Linked DNA regions of Mus musculus: regions 1, 2, 4 and 5 are each linked to region 3. Evidence: chromatin contacts called from public HiChIP or PLAC-seq and promoter capture Hi-C data. All regions are on one chromosome and are shown on one strand. Each heading gives the region's core, a stretch centred on a gene start, on an enhancer-like site or on the middle of the called end of the contact. The rest is flanking DNA. Distances are from core to core; before and after follow the strand shown. Region 1 holds the start of Als2 (alsin Rho guanine nucleotide exchange factor). Region 2 holds the start of Tmem237 (transmembrane protein 237). Region 3 holds the start of Maip1 (matrix AAA peptidase interacting protein 1). Region 4 overlaps Plcl1 (phospholipase C-like 1). Region 5 overlaps Plcl1 (phospholipase C-like 1).

Region 1 (4,322 bases), core at 1,068-3,567, 1.8 Mb after region 3:
AATTCCCAGCAACCACATGGTGGCTTAGAACCATTTGTAATTGGATTTGATACCCTCGTCTGGTGTGTCTGAAGACAGCTACAGTGTACTCATATACATTAAATAAATAAATAAATCTTTCAAAAAAAATAAACGTAACTCCGCTTCATTCAAAATTTCTTTCCTACTTTTAAAAAACAAAAGGTCACTATGGAGCCTGGCTCATGATATACTAAAAGAAAGTTGTTAACTATAAAGAGCTAATATATATTGGTCATTTCTGAGGGTCCAGGCATAGTAATAAATGATACATAAACCATACATGTAGGTACTAATACCAGAAAAGTCCAGTGCAGAGATAAGGAAACTGAGGCAAAGAGGCTCAAAGAAAGATGTTCAAGGTATTTCTAGATCCAAAGCCTAGGAATTACCACTATGCCTCTATTACTAAACAGAAGGTTAAAATATTACAATTCACTCTTTGTATGGCAAAGCCCACTTGTACTTGGGATACTAAGGCAAGAAGATCTCCACAAGTTCTAGGCCAGACTGGGCTACACAGTGAGTTAAAGACTGTCCAACTGCCCAAAGTTGGGGTATGTACGGTGGGACACCTGTAATCCCAGCAGCCCAGAAGCTAAAGCAGGAGGATGAGAGTTCAACACTGGCCCAAACTACAAATCAAACATTATCTAAATAGATGAATGTAGTTTTTAAACATTATTTAATTTTTCTTCCCAAATTACCTGTCTAGTACTACTATAGGCTAAAGAACCAAAAATATAAAGTAAACAAGAAATCTTTCACTGATTTCATTACCTAACACATTGTGATGGCTGTTCCTGGTTGTCAACTTGACTACATCTGGAACAAACTACAATGCAGAAATGGATGGCTCACCTGTGATCCAGATCTTGAGGCTAGACTACACAGGCTTTTGACCCACATCTTGACATGGGACAACACAAGTCTTGAGGCATAGTGGTCATGAAAAGCTTAGGCCCAGGCAAAGTAGAACACGCCTTTAATCCCAGGAGAATGAGGCAAGCAGATCTCCGAGTTCAAGGCTAGCCTGGGACAAAGCAAATTCCAAATCCAGGGGTAATGGCACACACCTTTAATCTGGGTCACACCTTCTGCTAGAGGCCTACATAAGGACATTGGAAGAAGGAAGGCTCTCTCTCCTTTGCCTGCCTGCACTCCTTTGCCATCGAATCTATTGGAACCTACTTCTTCAGGATTCCAGCTTATCCAGAAGACCAGCTAAAATAACTACCCTCGTGGGACTGAGCAACTATTAGATTCTTGGACTTCCCATTCCCGTTGTTGGGCTAGTTGGACTGTAAACTGTATATCACTATGATAAATTCCCTTAATATATACATTTCATAAGTTTTGTGACTCTAGAGAACACTAATACATACAGGTATATGATAAAAAACAAAAAAGTATGGCCTACTGTTTTTTTGCATTTTTGTACCTGCTCCAAATAAACCTACATCACACAAGTTTATCCTTGACAGTCATTTAAAAAACAGATACAAATATAAGAACAACAGAGTAACAACCTTAATTTGGGTACAGCAGTCAGTTAATCTATAAGAAAGTGCTGCTCTTGACCACCCAATTCAACCAGTGTGTTTTCCCTCTTTGGTAACCACAGAAGTACTAAACAGTAGCTTGCCTCTACAAATCTACAGTTGCTTGTCTGCAAATAGCCCTGTTACCTGGAGGACCAACATCAATGTGAGGACCATTTCCTCAAGATCGCTCCAGTGTTCTTTCCTGTCTTCACGATGATTCCTTTGATGACTTGATACATTTAGGGATTTGGTCAAACTACCACTGATTAATACCAAAGTCCTTTTCATTTTCAGCAAACGCTGTTTCAAACCACAGACCCTCCCCGCCCCCCTTCACTTTTCCCCACGATATGCATCCTGGGGCAAACCCACCTAGGACACTCAGCAAGGTTCACTGTCTAGCCAGCTGGGCGCCCACTGTGGGCATTCAAAAAACCCTCTGAGCGGATGGGCGTAAGCAGCGTGGGTGGAGGCGGGAAGAGGGGACCCGAAGGAATGCCACACAGCTCCGACCACGGCAGTGGGGCGCTGGGACCCGGAGGGTGGGACCCGGGCCGAGCCACCACGTCCGGAGCTCTTCACAGGCAGGCGCCGTCCCCGCAGGCCAGCCCAGCGCGCTCCCGCACCTCCGCCGACCCGCCTTCGAACCCAAGGACCGCCCGGACCCGCGCGGGCTCACCTGACGCTCCCGCAGCTCCGCGCTCTTCTCCCGGCGCGAGCCCGACTGCACCGCGGGTACGCGAGATCAGCTGATTCATGGGGGCGGGGCCTCCAGGTAGGGGCGGGGCCTCCGGCGGCGGGCTGGAGAGGCGGGCCCGCAGAATGGGTGGAGCTAGGCAAGAGCCGGTGACGGCGTCCGACAGGGATCAAGATTGCTCCGAACGCATCAGTGACTGCAGGCAAACCATTCAGTCAGGGCAGAACCAATCGTCCTAGGGCGGGCGCACTTTAGAAGCAACCGAAGACTCAGTGAAAGGACCTAACTCAATAAGCGTTTCCATGGTAACGATAGGCCGCGCTTGAGGATGGAAACTACTGCAAGTTTTGTTACCTCCTCAAACTGCGAGAAATGAAGAGAAAATCTTACCTATCAGAACATGGCTGCACACGTCTGTAATCCCAACATTTGTGAGATGAAGGCAGCAGGATCAGGAATTCGAGGCCAGCCTTGAGAACGTGTCTCAAGAGAAATAACAAAAGTGAAAATACGAGCTACCTTTAAGCTGCATGACGTCATCTCTTCCCGAGTGTGCCTTTGCCGCGTGTCCACCTTAAACGGTAAAGAGTAGGAAGAAACTATTTCCTCAGGGCTCCTCAATATACAGCGTTAAAATTGTTTTTGCTTGCTTCTTAGTCTCACTACCATCCATACTTGTCACGGTCGCAATCCTCCCGCTGCACCCCTAAGTGCTCCCTTGAATGTTTTGTGTAACAGATGCTCTCAGAACACAAGCCAGAGAGAAATCTGCTGCTACAGAGTGTGCATCGCGGAACCTACAGAGTTACATTTATTTACTCATTAAAGATAGATATATTCCCCGAATCGAATGCCCCTGCGTACAAATTCCCAACTGGTTCCTCCAACTCAGGGTCTCTCACCAGAGCCTTATCAACTTCAGTGCTAGAACAGAAAAGTGTACAGCCTTGAGAATGGCGCCACCAAATGGTACAAACCAGGGATGTCCTGCAGTTAATGAAGCCTGGACTCTGGCCGCCCTAACAAGCTACCTGTCCTCCATAACACAGCTAAAAAAGACAACAGTGAAAGAAATTTATTCAATGAGACTGCACTAGGAAAAAGAACTAAGGGGCTGGTTCAGTAAACCCCCTAAGTCTATCTTTGGAGCCTTGACATAAGTAGAAGGCTCAAGGTGTGATCTTGCCCATGGTAAACACATCTTGGTTGGTCCTGCAAAGCAAACTGACAAGTTGTCAGAACTAAGAACCAAGCTCTCCTGATGGTTTGCACCCAGAAACCCAATCTCTTCCTTCTCCAGTGAGACTCTTGAGGAAATCTAGTTCTTTGGGGCCCATTATCCTGTTAGTCCACTAGTCAAAAGGAGGGGCACACGTGTCTCTCCTCAGAATATCTTCACTCCTCTCAGGATGGTCACACAGCTTCAGCTGAGACATCCGTGTGGCCAAAGTATTTCGGAGCCTACACCAGTCATTTATACACTAAGATCTTATCTCCTAATTCTCTCCCCAGGTAACCTTGCCCTCGGGAGCTCTCAATCCCTTACTGAGCTCTACCCTGCCCGCCTCCTTTGATAAAAATGAAAAATAAATGTCTTCATCTACAGTTCTGAGGCAAGAGAGACTCCCAGAGGTGAACTTCCTTCATTCCCTCTAGCTGCTACCAAAGTATCCACCTGCAACTGAAGTCTTCCTTTTCCTGTCCTGAAAAGAAACGTTTTGTCCTCTCAGGCTAATCCTGGCCCTGGAATTAAGGCATCACCCTTCTTATCCATTTTGAGACTCACCCGCTTTTTTAAAAAAAATGAATGCAACCCCTCATCTTTCTCCTCAATAAAATAAGTCTCTGTGGTTTTGTTTTTAGTTATTTTTCTTCTACCTCACCTCCTTTGCAACCTAACATTCTACCTCCATTTATTTGTGTTTTGTTTTGTGTTCTTGTTTTTCAGGACAGGGTTTCTCTGTGTAGCTAGATGCTTAGTTATGTTATTTTAGCATACTTTGTATCACCCATGTGGCCTTTCAGAAATATAAAGAGTGATGAATATCACATTGTCTTAGGGT
Region 2 (3,857 bases), core at 918-3,417, 1.7 Mb after region 3:
CTTTGTCACCGGTTATAATCGGTTTAAGCTCTGATGGAATATTCCACAAACAGGAGGGCCTTGGAGAATCCTGGTAAATAGAATCAGCACACCCAGGACAGACCCATTCCTCCACCGTGCTAGAGTGACAGCTTTCTGTAATTATTCATAACAATTATTCTCATGATTTGAATTTAACTTTTACCACTCACTTCTTAGGAAGACTTTTTAAAATTCCAGGAAGGATTTTTTTTTAATGAAGTATTGTAGGTTTTCAACCATACTATTTGATTTTTTTTTTCTTCTTACTTTATATTTTTAAAGTTCAATAATTAAATGACCGTAAACTGTTTTTACCTTGGCACAGGTGGGAGTGCTCGTGGAGGACGCTATAGGGGAGGGGAGAGGCAAACATCTCGTCAATAAAAGCTGGATTAACCTCACCTTCATTTATCTCAAGCACCACAAAGCTTCTCCTTTAAAAGCCCACTGTCCAGATGTTATCAAATAAAATGGATCAGCAATTCTCTTCAAATCTTTGGAAGATTATCAGTGAAACCCGGGAGGCGGTGATGTAAACTGGACTGCTGGGTTTAGATCTATTCTGCCATTCCTACACCCCATGTAAAATTCTTTTCTTCTTCCACTTCAACCAGTCTGGCCTATTGTGAGCATTCAGAACAGGATCAAACAGAGCTCATCTCCCTTTACAGACCTTCCATTAGTGGTTAAGTATTGGAAGATAATGTTGCATGCTCAGATAAAACTAGACCATGCCATATAAATGTGTGTGCATGCATGCTTGTGTGTGTGTCTGTGCATGCATGTGTGTGCATGCATGTGCATGTGTGTTTGCATACAATAAATAACCATATATAAGGAATGAAGAGTGATGTTTTACTTAGGGAAAGCCTCTTTGATGTTATCTGAGCTGAGCCCTTCCTGACAAAGGTGCCAAATTTACAGGGAATGAGGAGCACATGTTAAGGCTTTCAAGAAAGACAGGGCATGAAGGGCTCCAGGTAAAGAGCAGCCAGGCAGAAACCAGTGACACAGGACAGAAGGCAGACGTCAGATTAACTATGACCTCGCAGACTAGCAGAAGGAATACGGATTTAGTTCTATTAACTAGGAAGCCAACTAAGGTTTTATGCCACAGAGTAACATGCTTTTTTTTTAAGTTACTTTAAATAGAAATAGGTAACATATTTTAGAACAGGAAGTATTTGGGGCTGGTGTAGTTTACCCTGTTCTTACTTAAGAAAAGTCCTGCTTGCAAGCTCAGGAAGCATTAGTTAAGCATTCTGAAAATTTTCAAAATAGATGGCTTAGCCATTAAGAGCAGTTACTGCTCATGCAGCAGACCTGGGTTTAGTTCCCAGCACCCACAAAGCACCAGTAATTCCAGTTCCAGGGAAATGGACAGCCTCTTCAGGTTTCTGTGAGCAACAGGCACACAAGTGGTTCATATATTGGCAAAACACTCAAAACAAATACATTTTTTTTTTTTGGTTTTTTTGAGACGGGGTTTCTCTGTATAGCCCTGGCTGTCCTGGAACTCACTCTATAGACCAGGCTGGCCTTGAACTCAGAAATCCACCTGCCTCTGCCTTCCAAGTGCTGGGATTAAAGGCGTGCGCCACCACTGTCCGGCTACAAATACACCTTTAAAAGAATTGATCTCTAAGAGCAGTGCCTAGACGTCGATTTATTAGCTCGGGTATTTCATGCTGCTTATGGAAGGCACTGATTCCAAAGGCTCACATTTTAGATATTCTTGCTTGTCCCATTTCGCAATCCATGGTTGTATTCACTCAAACAAATTCGTGAGAATGCTACAAAATTAGGACACTGACGATGTCCTAATGGAATCCAGCAGTCAAAATGACAACTGGAATAGAATGGTGGTCCTACAAAAGCACTACTATTCTCAAGATGCTATGAAAGTGGGACCCAGTCCTCTTGGTATTTCAAAAGTCCCGCAAAAATGAACCATCTCACCCATCTAGAAACCGCACCTCTAAGCCCCTCAAAAGAAGAACCGCTGAACAGGCGGAGACTAAATTCCCAACAGCTCAAAAGTACCTGAGGCTCGCTAACCACCTGCTTCTTCCCCATCACGTCTCCAGGGACCGCAGCAGAGCTCAGGGCACCACAGCCGCCCGCCCCGCCCCGGTCCGGCCCGCCCCGCCCCTCCTGCCCAGGCGCGCAGGCGCAGAGCGTCATCGGGCTGCGCCTCATGGCTGCTGGGCCCGGAGCGTCCCCACCCGTCCCACGGGAGGTATTGGGGCTACCGGAGCCGAACCCAATCTGACCCCTTCGAACTAGGAAAACCTCAGCGTCGGCCGGCGTCCCCAGGAGCGGAGGGGGTTCACCCACAGTTTCCCGGGAGGTCATCGTGGTTTGCGTGGGGGTGGGCACGGCGGGACCAGACTCGTATTCAAACTCCCCACCGGAACATCCTCCTCTCTGACCGAGAGCCGCCCGGAGGCGTCGCCATGGCAACGCTGACTAGGGCGCCCGGATGTTGGGTGGACCTGATCGCCTTTTGCGGGGCCCGCCCTGATGTACAGCCCCGGTCCGCCCCCGCCGCACCCCTCGGGCAGTGCTGTCCCCAGATTCCCGGCTCGGCGGTGGTCACTGCTGGTTAGGACACCTCCACTTCGCCACACTCCGGGCCAGGCGCCCCTCGTCGCTCACCGCTTGGTCCTCCTCCAGCGGAGGCCCTGAGTCGTCCCTCATGATGCTTTCCCGCGGGCCTCCCTAGGCGCAACCGCCGGAGCCCGAGGCCGGCTTCCCGCGACGCCCGGCCTCCGGGGACTTGTGGGAGGAGGCGGCTTTGCGGAGCCTGGAGAGGCCGGCGTCCCCCACCTGGTTCCCGTCTGCCAGGGTGCTGCCTGGAGGGAGATCTGTATGACTGAAACAGCGAGGATCTCTTTCACTGGCCTGCCCAGTTTCCTAGATTCCCTGTAGGCCTAGGAGTATAATCTGAATGTTCAGTTCTGATAGTTCCTTCAGTGGGAACAGTTATAGTTTAAAATAGGTAGAATGGAGGGAAGTGTGGATATAAAGAAGATGAACAGACATGGGTGCAGTGGAGCTTCGGATCTAGGGAGACCAAGACTGTATCAACATCCTCGTTTTGGAGCTCATATACAGGCTCCAGGACTAGTCCACTTTGCTGATTTGGAAATAACAGTGTCATAGGTTTCCTTATTAGATAAATGTGTACTTGTTAACCGCTCTTAGCTTAGTTAGTCAACTAGGCACTTTTGTAAAATATAAACAGAAATAAGAAAATATTTTACAAAGTAAAATACAGTTTGTCATTAAGTAGACTGGTTTATTTAGAAGAGTTACATCTTACAAAACACCATATGAAATCTATAAAATGCTCACATTCAGTGACAACATTGTCACATACCTGCCATTAGCTCATATGGGGAAACATCGGGAAAATGCCTGAGAGCCAAATGAGTAGCTCTGTATATGTATAGGATGCTATTTATAGCTATACAATAAGGACTTCATAGTCGCAGTTCTAATGGGTCAAACACTGCTGTTTTCAATGGCAGCCGTTATTCCGGATCTTTAGGGCACACTATGAAGCTTCCAGCTTTAAGCAGGACACTAGATTAAGATTCAGTGTCAGGGGAAACCCATGCCTCTGGCACCCACTGCAGTTCTTCCTGAGCCTTCTGTATGGCGGACAACAGCTGGCCACATGCATCTTGCAAGTTGTCATTCACAATCACGTGATCAAAAAACTGGCCAAACTGACTCTCCATTTTCTGGGCTAACTCCTCCATCTCTTGTAGGTCTTCATCCTTCAGGAGTGATTGAAAAATATGTATGAATGGCACAGGCAATAAGACCAG
Region 3 (4,259 bases), core at 1,404-3,903:
TTCTTTTTACAAGTTTAAAACATATACTTTGAAATTCATTGCTATTAGTTTTCACATGTCATTCTTTGTTATAGCTTATATATCAAAGAATGAGTAATAATTTATCTAATTACACTCCCATGTATAGTTTACTTCTTAATATTTTTGTTTTTTTTTTTTAAGATTTATTTATTTATTATATGTAAGTACACTGTAGCTGTCTTCAGATGCACCAGAAGAGGGCATCAGATCTCTGTTACAGGTGGTTGTGAGCCACCATGTGGTTGCTGGGATTTGAACTTCGAACCTTTGGAAGAGCAGTCGGGTGCTCTTACCCCCTGAGCCATCTCACCAGCCCATAGTTTACTTCTAATAACTACTAGTATAATAGAATCCTATAGATACTGTCATATATTTAGAGAAATCTCTGCATAAATTCTTAAATACAAAATTGCTGGGCTAGAGAGATGGCTCAGTGGTTAAGAGCACTGACTGCTCTTCCAGAGGTCCTGAGTTCTATTCCCAGCAACCACATGGTGGCTCACAACCATTTGTAATAATGGGATTGGATGCTCTCTTCTGGTGTGTCTGAAGACAGATACAGTGTACTCATGTACATAAAAATAAATAAATCTTTAAAAAAAAAAAGAACCAAATAAATAAATATGAAATTGCTATAAGCCCAGTGACACACACGTAAGTAGGAGAGAGGTCTGTTGACAAGGAGTGCAATAGGAGAGGGTGGGGTGAGACTGAGTGATAGGAGTGAAAATGAGCAAAATTCATTATTTTCTGTATGGAACTGTCACTGAATTAAAAATCGCTCTGTTATAAAGTAAACATGTAGTTTGTAAGCCATATCAAGAGTTAAATCACTTGGTATAAACCAGTTGGCTGCTATGTCAATACACCCTCACCAAGGGCGAATTATCAAAGCTTCTTAACGATGGGCAACATATGTGGTCAAGAATTAGTTATCTCAGTACAGGAATGAATGACATGACTACTGATGAAAAACTGTTTTTTTTTGTTGATTTGCTTTGTTCCACTTCTAGCAGACTTACAGCAACTGAGGTGAGGTAGGAAGACAGGGAAATTTAAGGACATGGGATAGAAAGGTCCTCACCCTGCAGTCTAAAGTCTCTCACCAGCTGAGAGGTAAGAATTCAGCACAACTAGTCAGGATGTAATGGCACATACCTTTAATCCCAGCACTAGGGAGGCAGGTGGGTCTCTGTGAGCTTGAGACAGCCTGATCTACAGATCAGAATACCAGGGCAAGTAGGGCTACACAGAGATACCCTGTCTCCATAATAATAATAATTCCAGCACAATTAAAAAATCTTGCTGGGAGGTGGCCTACATGGAGGTATTTCTTTTTATAAGTAAGAATATTATAATAGTAACAAATCATGTCTAAGGCCAAAACGCATATGACCAGGTACGGCTTATCACCTTTCCTGTAAGATAGTTATTTTCTAGGATTCTCATGAGCAAGATTAAAGCTCCACCAGCAGTAAAAGACTTGTCTTTTTATATTTTGGGGGTTTTTTTGGTTTTGTTTCTTCTTTGTTTGTTTTTGAGACAAGATTTCTCCATGAAGCCCTGGCTGTCCTGGGACTTGCTCTGTAGATCAGGTTGGCCTGGAACTCAGAGATCTGCCTGCCTCTGCCTCCTGAATGTTGGGATTAAAAGCATGTGCCACCACTGACCTGTAAAAAAAGACACATCTTAACCTCCTTGTGCAATGTTAGTGAACCATGGTTTTACCTGATCAAACTATAGTATTAGCCCAAAGCATCTCTCTTGAAACATGAACTACAACTTCTTAGTAAACTTAAACTCTGCCTTATATTGACTCAATTAGAAATTCTTCTAGGGTCATCAGTAATCCTGTCTTCTCAAAGGAACACTTCAGGCTGCTCCAGCAGCATAGCGTAGCTGTAGCTACAGATCCTATCTTACTACCACTAATATACTTCAGAGACTTTTTCCCTTAGAATAATCGCCAGAATCCTTACTCTGTTATTCTGATACTTGGACTTTCTTGAAAAGTCCTGAGAGCAAACTTATTTTCTTTTCTTAAATCTAACTGCTTTCTGCTACTTCTTTCTTTAAAAACTAAAGGGAGCCGGGCGGTGGTGGCGCACGCCTTTAGTCTCAGCACTTCGGAGGCTGAGGCAGGCGGATTTATGAGTTCGAGGCCAGCCTTGTCTACAGAGTGAGTTCCAGGACAGCAAGAGCTATACAGTGAAACCCTGTCTCGGAAAAAACAAAACAACAAAACAAAACTAAAGGGCTTAATCCTTAATTATGATTCTGGCTTAAATCAAGGAATGACTTGTACCAGAGGAAACCTACGAGACGATTTCCATTGGTTTCCCTGTTGCAATCCTTCATTAGACTGAAATATCGAGTTTCAAAAATCTAATATCTCGAAATACTCCAGGGGCTGTTAGGACCAAGCAAGAGAAGGGCGAGGGATCCTGAACTAGACTTTAGGAAAAACTCCATAGAAAGGGAGCACGTGAGGTCAGAAAGCCACACGCGCGACCTCTCAGTGAGCTTCGTGCCACCCAGCTTTCTCCGGTCATCCTGCTCCCCAAAAATGTGGGGCCGTTTCTCTCCGGGGCTTTGAATTCCCGAGCAGGGCTACAGGTCCCTTCCGCTCACTCCCTTGACAGCAGAGCGCCTTCTCTTCCCCCGAACAATCTCTGGGTTGCAGGAGAGCAGATGGGCCGCCAGAAGGTACCGGGGTGTCTCCCCTGCCTTTCCGCGGCGGGCCTCCTCACCTGTGGATAAAGATGCTCCATGAACTGCTCCCGGGAGACGCCCCGCAGCCGGGGTACCGGAAGACGCTGCTCAGCCATGGTGAAATTCACAGGCCTGGGAATTTGGACGAGTTCTTCCACGCGTGATTTCCCCTGGAAACACTACTCCGGAAGAAATGGTCCGCGTAGGTGACTGACCCCAGAGGGCGGCGGCTGGTTCGAAGTGCGCACGGCGGGGAGCCCGAGGGCTTCGGCCTGGGCTGAGGGCTAACACAGCCGAAATGAGAGGACTCACCCGAGGCGGCGGCAGCGAGGCGGCCTTGGCTCCACTTCTCCAACCCCGGCGAGCTGGTTTCCCTCCGGCCTGCTTTCAGTACTGCACAGGCATGCAGAGGTGAAAGGTCACAAACATGGCGCTGGCCGCCCGTCTCCTACCTCTGCCCCTGCTTTCCCGGCCGCTGCCCGGCCCGGTCACCCGACTCCGGACTCTCGGTAGCACCGAGGTGAGGCTGACGCTGACTGAAATTTGCTGCCTGTGCCGCCGTCGCCTGGGCTCAAGCGCGGCTCCGATCCCTCGCTACACTCGGGCCTGGACAAGCCCTGCGTTGCGTTCCTGGAGCTCCCGAAGATCCCTTCTCGGCCGGGTAGAACATCCTCCAGCCCTCGCTTCTTTACCCGCTAGTCCCAGCCGCAGCTACAGCACCGAGGAGCAGCCCCAGCAACGCCAGAGAACCAGAATGATCATTCTGGGATTTTCCAATCCCATCAACTGGGTCCGGACTCGAATTTACGCCTTCCTTATTTGGGCCTATTTCGACAAAGAGTTCAGTATCGCTGAGTTCTCTGAAGGGGCGAAGCAGGTTTGTTTGCTCCCCTAACTGACCTCTCTGCCTCGTGCATTCAGCGTTTCCGTGATCAAGTGTTTAGCCATGAAGTTTCTTCATTGCGACCCGTGGTATCCAACGATGGTAGTGACCTAGACACTGAATCTTTCGGCCACTTCAGGACTTTAATAAGCTTCTAAGTGTGTTCGCATGGTCGTCAGGGAGGAGGGGTTCATTCAAGAAACTAGGATGAAGGCCTAAGTTCAAAGCCTGTTTGTCAGTGCCACTCTAAAATTAGTTAATCCTTTGGGTATGATTTTTCCAGAATTAGAAGATTAGAGAAGACAGTGCCTGGCACACATAGTAGGCACTTCATAAGTATTTGTTAAGTAAATCGAATGGAGTAAGTTATGGTGAGGAATAAGATAACACTGCCAAAGTAATAACATATCATTTCAGGTACAAAGGCAGTTTCCTACCAGCTGTTTGACAGATCTGAATTGCCTTCTGCATTCTCTACCTATATATTCTGTCAAGGATAAGAGTTTGCTGAGGCTGCTGGTCTACTTAGTGTCCAGGTCTAGCACACTGGTGATTCCTAGCTCTGACTTTGCCCATCGTGACCTTTCTGAATAGCAAGTGATGTTGCCTTAACAATGGTCACTTTGAATCTCAAGATCATTGA
Region 4 (3,734 bases), core at 213-2,712, 1.9 Mb before region 3:
AGCTCTGGGTCGAAATGTATCTCACTCAGGAGACAGTGGATTCGACCAAGAAGTATCTTTTTAAGAAAGTGAGTGATCAGGGGCTGGAGAGATGGCTCAGCCTTTAAGAGCACTCACTGGCTGTTCTTCCAGAGGTCCTGAGTTCAGTTCTCAGCAACCACATGGTGGCTCACAACCATCTATAATGGGATCTGATGTCCTTTTCTGGCAGGTAGATATACATGCAGATTGAGCACTCATAGGTTTAAAAGAAGTGAATAATCTTTATAGTTGATATGATAGCCTAATAAATAGCTACTCCCATCTGGTGGGTTTAAAAATGACTGCAATTTTAAGTCACAAACAGCTGTTGATGGGATCTTACTGCCTTGATTTCTGACTTCATTTCCTAAATGAAGGATTGCTGTCCTTACTGTTGTTGTTTTGTTGAGATAAGAGGAGATGGACTTACAGTTTTGCTGCAGAGTTCTCAAATCCAGACCCCTGGATGGACTTCTTCAGGAGACTGCTGATTCCCTAACAGTTGTATGCAAAATGTGGCAACTCATAGCACTTTCTTATAGGTAGGTGAGTTCCCTCTCTTATTAGGCTCCTTAAAAAGCTAAGAACTGTTGACTAAGCTGATATGATCAGCATGCATTAGGTTAAAATGGTAATAAATAGTTGCCAAATACAACTGGCCTGAAAATGTATCCATTCATAGTTAACAAAGGAGAGCTGAAAATGTATCCATAGTCATAGTAACAATGCAGAGATTCTATTTTGGGGAATACAATGAAATGGTATCTACACTGTTGAAACACTTGCAGAGAACTTTATTGGTAGAGATACAAAACTTTTATTTCTCTCTGTATGATATTACTTTGCAAAAAGTCTTAAAAAACTAGTTTTTTATTATTAGAACCCTGTGTAAACCAGAAGTTTGAACTTTCTGCTTATTCTTCTCTGGTTCCTACACTTGGCTTGCCCCACATCACAGTGTAGTTAGTAAAGCAGGCATCGCTCAGTAGCAGCAAGCATTCCACTTATCACCAAGAACCAGCTTTCGGGTCTTTGAATGGGTCATTTCAGTTTCTGAAGAGCAATTTGCAGCTAACTGTGTTTTGCTTTTTTTGGTGGAGTAAAGACAGCGTTGATTAAGGCCAAATAGTCAATCTTTTGAAATATAAATGGATTTTAAATGGATTTCCATTTCCTAGTGTGCACCAATAAGATATATCTCTATGTTGGAAGCACTCCAAACAGTATTTGTGATCCTGAATGTGTGAAAGTATGTGTGTGTGTGTGTAAACATCATTAAAAGAAATGCAGGAAAGTAGTGTCTCTCTAAGTGAAGCTCCACACCATTAAAAAAAAATCTTGCATGTCTAGATGTTCACAGTCATCTCCAAGATTGTTCATTCCCGAGTTGGAGGAGGAAAGCAAGGGAATATTTGACTCTTCCCTTTCTCTGTAGTTCTCCTCAGATCTCAAACTGGCAGCCAGCTGGCTGAATCCTGCCCACAGACATGTTTTATTTGGCCCATGCAGTGCTTTTAAACTTTTTGTGCCAACATTTTAATAGGAAGATTTCACATATGAAACTGCATTTCTGGCTTGTTGAAAAATAGGAAGATACAGGGACAGTTGGCTGGAATTGAGGGGCAGTTGTGCTGGGCATTCATACTGCCCCAGAAAAAGTGTGACTTCATGACTAGCCTAAACTATTAGTGATTCCTGGAAGCTTCTGAGCTTGAGACTGTTATATAAAGCTGTCTTTGAGATTACCCTAGTTTTATAAATCTAATAAATAGATTTATATACCAGCTATCCTGATTTGGAGAGTCATATTTATTTTTACATAGACACCAAGCTATCAGATATGACAATTGTTGAGTTCAAAGAATTTTGAATTCTTAGTCTGGGTCTGGCATTGGAAGGCAGTATAAGGAAAGCATAGATGCTTAAGTGTTTGTCTTAACAAGCACTTGATTTGTACTGTCGCCCCGCAGTGCTGGTCTGAATCTGTCTTTTTGTGATGTTGTCACTAAGTGGTGTTTGCTCAGTCTAAAATTTGATATTGGTATAGTGCTTTTTTTTTTTTTTCCATGAGAAAATAGTTGATTTATTTGAAAGGCTTTGATACACGCAGACTCCTGGAACATTGTGATTTATTAATGTTTTGAGGCATAGTCTTTCAACTCCTGAGAAACATTTTAAAAGTTTTGGATTGTCTGGTTCCATTCATGAATTTGAAAGTTAATAATTATTCAGTGTTCAATAGTTTTGGGTATAATAAGGGCTGTGAAATCCAGAAAGCTTTGCTCTTCAGTTTTTCCAACCATTGCTGATGAAGGTGGGGAGGTCTCTCTTTGCTAAAACTTGTGCAGTCATGCATTACATAAATTATGATTCTGTCCATAACAGATTGCCCAGACAGCAGTAGCAATCAGATCATAGCAGTCCTGAGGAGTTGGACTGTGCCTTTCCTGTATTTACATGTTTAGGGGTATGGCTGCCCTCGCTCCCTCTGGATTTTGCATATGAGCAGCTGTGCAGGTGCCAGAGGCTGAGGCTGTACTGAATAGCCTGGTATGTAGTGGGTCTGAGCCCACTGTATGATGTCTCCACTCAGTGAAACTGCTAATAGCACATTTCTCAGAACAAACCCCTATTGTTCAGCAGCTCATAACTGCACCCAGCCTGTTGGAGGCCTAGCCATTGTGCTGCTACCTAAGGTCTATGTAAAGCATTTTTTAATCCCTGTAAATCCCACAGTTTAATTAAGACACAGGCGCTGAAACATGAGGTGTTTAGTAATCAATGTGGAGCTAATTAGTATTTAGCTTTTTGAAAGGAAAAAAATTTCCCAGTATTCTAACTTGGAGCAATTATATTTCTTTCAAAACAATTTTGTTTTCACACACTGCTAGACTAGCAGTGAGATAGAATGCATAAAATCTCAGGGGATTTGAATGTGGGAATGGATAAATGTTTTATAATGAGCAAAGAACTGTTGCCCAACTGTAGGAATAAAAGCTCTACAAAATTATGAATGTCCAAGTCTGTAACATTTTTATATTACCAATCATTTTTGGCAGTGCTTATTTATGAACAGAGAAATGATCTAATGATTGTGAAATTAGGTATCTTGGAGCTTTTTTCTGTCTCCCCTTTCTCCCTAGAAGTGGCCAGGGAGCCTTCAGTCCATCACTAACACTTGATAAGGAAATAGGCTTGCAGGCTCTAGGTGCATGTATGTTTTCCATGCTTTTCAACCAGACCAGTGGAGACATAATTTTTTTTTTTAATGTGAAAAATCAAGAGATACCTCAGGAGAGTTTTATTTTTATTACTGTTTTCATTTTAAAGTAATTTTATTGCTCTACTTGCCTCAGATATTCTCCTATACAGTAGGAAGCATAAAAGAAAATTTAATTCCTTTTAGTCTCTAAGGGGAAAGAAAATCTCCACAGCTCTAGAAATAAGACTTGGATACATTTTTTTATTGATAACATTTAGGATCTAGGATGAAACACACGTGTGCATAGAAGAAAATGAATTGGTCAGTTACAGGATTCAGTTTTTTTTGAAGAAATGAGGTTTCCTGAAATGTCATGCAGTTGTTCCATCGTGCGAAAACCTGCTCTCTGTGATGGAGACAGTTGAACAGAATGTTACAGCAGCGGCATTGTTAAAAGGTCCAAACCCGCACATAACTGAAACACCCATTTTCATCAGAAACAGACAGAGTG
Region 5 (3,892 bases), core at 59-2,558, 1.7 Mb before region 3:
AACACCCAGAAGGAAAGGCCACACCACGTGGCAGTTTGAAGCGCTGGGATGCTTCTCTTCAGGGTCTTGGCCTGCAGGCTTGTCTCTAGCCTTTTCAGGAAGAGGAGAGGTGCTGAGTTCAAGAGGAGAGTGGCTGTTGCTCTCGCCTGTGCCACCACATCTGTGAGAGAACACTGGGAGGAGATATGATTGACTCCCACATGGCCTGCAGAAATCCAGACACTTTGGGGACCAGCTTTTAGGTCCAGACTAGTAGGAAAACCCAGCGGAAATAAGATGAGACTTGGGTGGAGCTAGGCTGAGGATGGCCAGCCAAGGGTGGCACCCAGGAGTCTACTTCCTTGGTGGACTGAGGGGGAGGAATGGTTCTGTCTTTGGGAACAACATCTAGATATATTAAGACTGGACCTCAGATGAAAAGCAAAAACATTTTGGCAACTCAGAGAGAGCATGCTGTGTGGCATTCGTGATGTAAAATGTACGTTGGGAAGGCAAGGATGAGATGATAAATGAAGACAAACAGGAAGCTCTTCCTTAACTCTCTTCCCAGATACTTTCCAGTCACGTTTCACAGGTCGAAGGTTCTGGGAAGAAACAGCCAGTTCTCGGCTTTGCCTTCTACAAACATCGTGTTTCCTGTTTTTTAGGGACTGGGCGTGAACACATGCAAACCAATTCACTTCAGTTCATAGACTCATGATTCTCACAGATCTCAAAGACTGCTGGTCAAACCGTGTGTGTGTGTGTGTGTGTGTGTGTGTGTGTGTGTGTGTGTGTGTGTGTGTTGTGTTGTGTATGCAAGGGACACACAGACATACATGAACTCCCTATGTCCTTGGAGTGTCACATTTTGCCTAATTTGTCTGCAGCTAATTGAATAACTGATTCATTTGAATTTTAAATGCATCAATATTCAGTAGCTTCCTATCCTCTCCTCCCCCCACCTCAGTGAATTTGATTTGGTTGGAGGAAACCATTTGTATTATACCCTGAGAAGTGTGAGAAGGTGAGACATGCATTTCCTTGCTCTGATATTTACATTAATATCACCTTTTATCTCGCTACTTGTAGAAAGTATGAAATTAAAATCAGCTGCTGACCTCAGGGAGCAAGCCGAGTTTTGTGATAATGATTGTACAGCCACGTTTACATCTCTTCTTTCCTTTTGAATAACCGAGGAAAGCTCTGGTGCCGTCATAAAATCACATTTATTTGCAGCGATGGGGATGAAGCTAATTCTTGCTTCATCACCCTGACCTGCAGTCACACAAACACAATGGGACCTGACGTGCTGGCAGCCTCTGCTCATTACAGCTTCCACCCCCTCCAGGCTCATGGCTGCAAGTCAAATGTGGTGGGCTGGCTCCAAGCAGACAGGAGAAGAAAGAAACAGTTGGCCTTGGAAAGAAAGAGGTTATTAAAATTTCCATGTGAAATTTCCACCATTGCTTGGCTTCAGATTTAGGTAGTTATAGTAAGATGCCTTGGTTTCAGTTGTGAAACGAGTGATTCCAAAGAAATGGAGAACGCAGTGACTGACAACCACAATCATTGCAATATCACTTTCTGTGTCTTTGTGTTCCGTATCCCATTATTAATAGCCTGGTTATGCAAAACAAAATAACAGAAAATTCTAGAAGCAAAGATTTTCACAGGAGGAAGTGTTTCAGTTTAGGGATTTTGTCTTCCCCTGATGATGCAAGGCTGCTCTTACTCAAAAGTGACTAATTAGCCTTTTAAAAGATCACTGTGGGCCACAAGGGCAAGTGTGATGCATTGTATATAAACATCACCGGGAACAAAGGCGATTACCCCTGATTCCTCTAAGCCTCAGCACACGCAAATGGAGGGATAATGGAACACTTTCAAGGGACTTTTGAGGAAGACAATGAGAAGTGGTGTAAAGAGCTGCAGATTCTGCAGTCTGTCTGGCACACAGATGATAGTACTGTTTGTTTTAAAAATGTTTTTGCATTATTTGCTTTGTGACTGTTAGTACTCAACAGTCTACGTATTACATCACTACATGTTGCCTTCATGGAGAAGTAGCCAAATAACAGTCCAGACTTCACAGATTCCCTAGATATGCTGAGGGGCTGGGTGTCACTGCAGCTCCCTCGACCCCTGGGTACCACATTCTGCATCTGCACAGCTTTAGCAGCACTGACAAAGCCCACATCCCATTTCCGTCAGTGTGTCTGCAGTCTTTAATTCTGGCAGTTTGAATGCAGTTTCATGCTTGAGAGTGCAACATGCATTGGGATGCTGGCTGAACCCACACCTGGCGTGTGTGGGTGCCCTGGTGAAAACCCAGGGAGGTTTGCATTTCATTATAATTTCAACAGTACTCAGCATGGAGAACTAAACTTGTGAATCATCTTAACATCCACTTTTCTTAATAGAGACGAGGCTCTGTCTTTTTCTAGTTCAGACTTTGTGGTCCTAAATCGGGATCCTTCATATGACTGTACTTCCCCTCAGATGTTATAAAGTCCTTATCTTCCAGTGGAGAGGTTCTCAGTAGGAACACTCTGGGGAAGGAGGTGTTCCAGGCTCTTGGTGCACTACGATAAGGAGAAGAGGCATTGATTGGGTGTGAGCAGGAAAGCATCGTGGTGTGGAAGAGACAGAAGAAATTAGCATTTATTTACCAGGAACTGGCTTCTGCATACAGTTTCATTTGCATCTATCAGTACATCTTCGAGGTCTGTAGCATTGTACACATTTCATAGGCTCCAAAGGGTGCTTTGTCCAAGATTACACAGAGAAGAGAAAAGCAATATCAAAAGGTCAATAAAAACACCACCGTTGGTTATTTGGTATATTTTGTGGAGATCTATTTGTATAAGGTACATACTTTTCTGTTTTCATGTTATAGTTTTACAAAAATATTTATGGAAACAAACACATTTCCTGAACTTGATGTCTACAATTTTTTCCCTGTTGTACTGACTTCAAGAACTCACAGTGATTTCGTGAGGAAATCCTTCTGTCAGAACCAGGCTTGGGCAGGGGAGCTCCCCCAGCTGAGTGGATCTAGCATTAAAGACTTGACTGAGGCAGCTATGTGTGAGACTCAGAGGATTAAAAAAAATGTTTCCAAATTCTGAAAACAATTTAGGCTTGTTGCAGAGTTGTATAAAATATTGAAAATTTGTGAGAAAATATGATTTAGTAAACTGAATCTGTATGGCTTAAAAATCCACATTGAATGATGCTTATGATGCAGTCATGAATATATGGGGGTGGAAATAGCCATAGAATTTTGTATATCTACCATGACACTTTATAGTTGTTGTTAGTACAGAATATATACATGAATAATTCCCTGGAAAGATGTGTGATCTATATCTTACAGTAGTGATGCCATCTCTGGTGTGTGTGTGTGTGTGTGTGTGTGTGTGTGGAGTGGGGATCAGTTTCCTTATACTTCCTATTCTATACCTCTCTGTATTGTTTGAAATTGTTTTCCTATAATTTTATACATAGACATCTTATTTTTAATAAAATAGTGCCTATAAGAAAAGAAGCTGTGCCCTGAGTTAAGTATGTGCCTTCTCAAGGTTCCTACTACAAAGGAGCATGGCTTATTTTAAAGTAGGAGTCGTTGACTCATTAAAATAATGTTACTTTAGAATTAAACCCCAAGGAAACATTTTCAGAGATAAGTTCAAACAAGGCAAGCATCAGACTATTTAGCTTCTCTAGAAAATGCAAAACAAACACTGTGGAGTAAGTAGTTTACAATATTAAACATGATAAACTATTTTAGTTACCGTGTGTGGAAACACGTTTCTCTGACTCTCCCTAGCGGACTCCACAGCAGTCTAAAACATAGCTTGTTCTACTTATCAAAACACATGCCTTTGTTTAAAAAAATTCTCCACTTCTT

What was found. Promoter capture Hi-C pulls out the DNA fragments that hold promoters and counts their contacts. HiChIP or PLAC-seq counts read pairs in DNA pulled down with a chosen protein or histone mark.
Region 1: an H3K27ac HiChIP or PLAC-seq map of thymic regulatory T cells shows a contact between it and region 3, with 7 times the contacts expected there. The contact joins the promoter of Als2 here to the promoter of Maip1 in region 3. A contact is called at or near these places in 1 of 39 promoter capture datasets (pre-B cells), 1 of 115 datasets of contacts at active chromatin or transcription factors (thymic regulatory T cells) and 1 of 9 other capture datasets (pancreatic islet).
Region 2: a promoter capture Hi-C map of pre-B cells shows a contact between it and region 3, with 2.9 times the contacts expected there. The contact joins the promoter of Tmem237 here to the promoter of Maip1 in region 3.
Region 4: a contact with region 3 is called in an H3K4me3 HiChIP or PLAC-seq map of stem cell-derived neural progenitor cells, with 5 times the contacts expected there. The contact joins the enhancer-like site here to the promoter of Maip1 in region 3. A contact is called at or near these places in 6 of 39 promoter capture datasets (the 3T3-L1 cell line, the C10 cell line, frontonasal cranial neural crest and 2 more) and 2 of 115 datasets of contacts at active chromatin or transcription factors (large pre-B cells and stem cell-derived neural progenitor cells).
Region 5: a contact with region 3 is called in a promoter capture Hi-C map of liver, with 4 times the contacts expected there. The contact joins the enhancer-like site here to the promoter of Maip1 in region 3. A contact is called at or near these places in 4 of 39 promoter capture datasets (the 3T3-L1 cell line, hippocampal neurons, liver and 1 more) and 2 of 115 datasets of contacts at active chromatin or transcription factors (astrocytes and embryonic hindbrain).

What each region holds. Positions count from the first base shown.
Region 1 is chr1:59,234,914-59,239,235 of GRCm38.p6, forward strand. It overlaps Als2 (alsin Rho guanine nucleotide exchange factor), which reads right to left and starts at 2,318. Exons shown (of 34, transcript NM_028717.6): 1 at 2,242-2,318. It overlaps Gm33667 (predicted gene, 33667), which reads left to right and starts at 2,442. Exons shown (of 2, transcript NR_168353.1): 1 at 2,442-2,840; 2 at 3,772-4,109.
Region 2 is chr1:59,117,639-59,121,495 of GRCm38.p6, forward strand. It overlaps Tmem237 (transmembrane protein 237), which reads right to left and starts at 2,168. Exons shown (of 13, transcript NM_001037812.3): 1 at 2,065-2,168; 2 at 337-368. The coding sequence starts at 2,097. Mpp4 (membrane protein, palmitoylated 4 (MAGUK p55 subfamily member 4)) reads right to left here. Exons shown (of 22, transcript NM_145143.3): 22 at 3,297-3,806. The coding sequence ends at 3,615.
Region 3 is chr1:57,403,613-57,407,871 of GRCm38.p6, forward strand. It overlaps Maip1 (matrix AAA peptidase interacting protein 1), which reads left to right and starts at 2,654. Exons shown (of 5, transcript NM_001081181.3): 1 at 2,654-3,610. The coding sequence starts at 3,161. Tyw5 (tRNA-yW synthesizing protein 5) reads right to left here and starts at 3,062. Exons shown (of 8, transcript NM_001037742.2): 1 at 2,772-3,062. The coding sequence starts at 2,849.
Region 4 is chr1:55,498,584-55,502,317 of GRCm38.p6, forward strand. The region is part of intron 1 of Plcl1 (phospholipase C-like 1); the gene reads left to right. It overlaps Gm39642 (a long non-coding RNA gene), which reads right to left. Exons shown (of 4, transcript XR_003947824.1): 4 at 3,459-3,629. Among named protein-coding and RNA genes, the nearest start is that of Gm39642, 12 kb to the right of the region's middle. Within about 2 kb of position 1,463, at least 45 of the 459 cell types and tissues checked have an H3K27ac peak or open chromatin away from gene starts, as enhancers often do. A contact at or near this core is called in stem cell-derived neural progenitor cells, where this site is marked.
Region 5 is chr1:55,664,708-55,668,599 of GRCm38.p6, forward strand. The region is part of intron 1 of Plcl1 (phospholipase C-like 1); the gene reads left to right. Among named protein-coding and RNA genes, the nearest start is that of Gm39642, 150 kb to the left of the region's middle. Within about 2 kb of position 1,309, at least 40 of the 459 cell types and tissues checked have an H3K27ac peak or open chromatin away from gene starts, as enhancers often do. A contact at or near this core is called in astrocytes and hippocampal neurons, where this site is marked.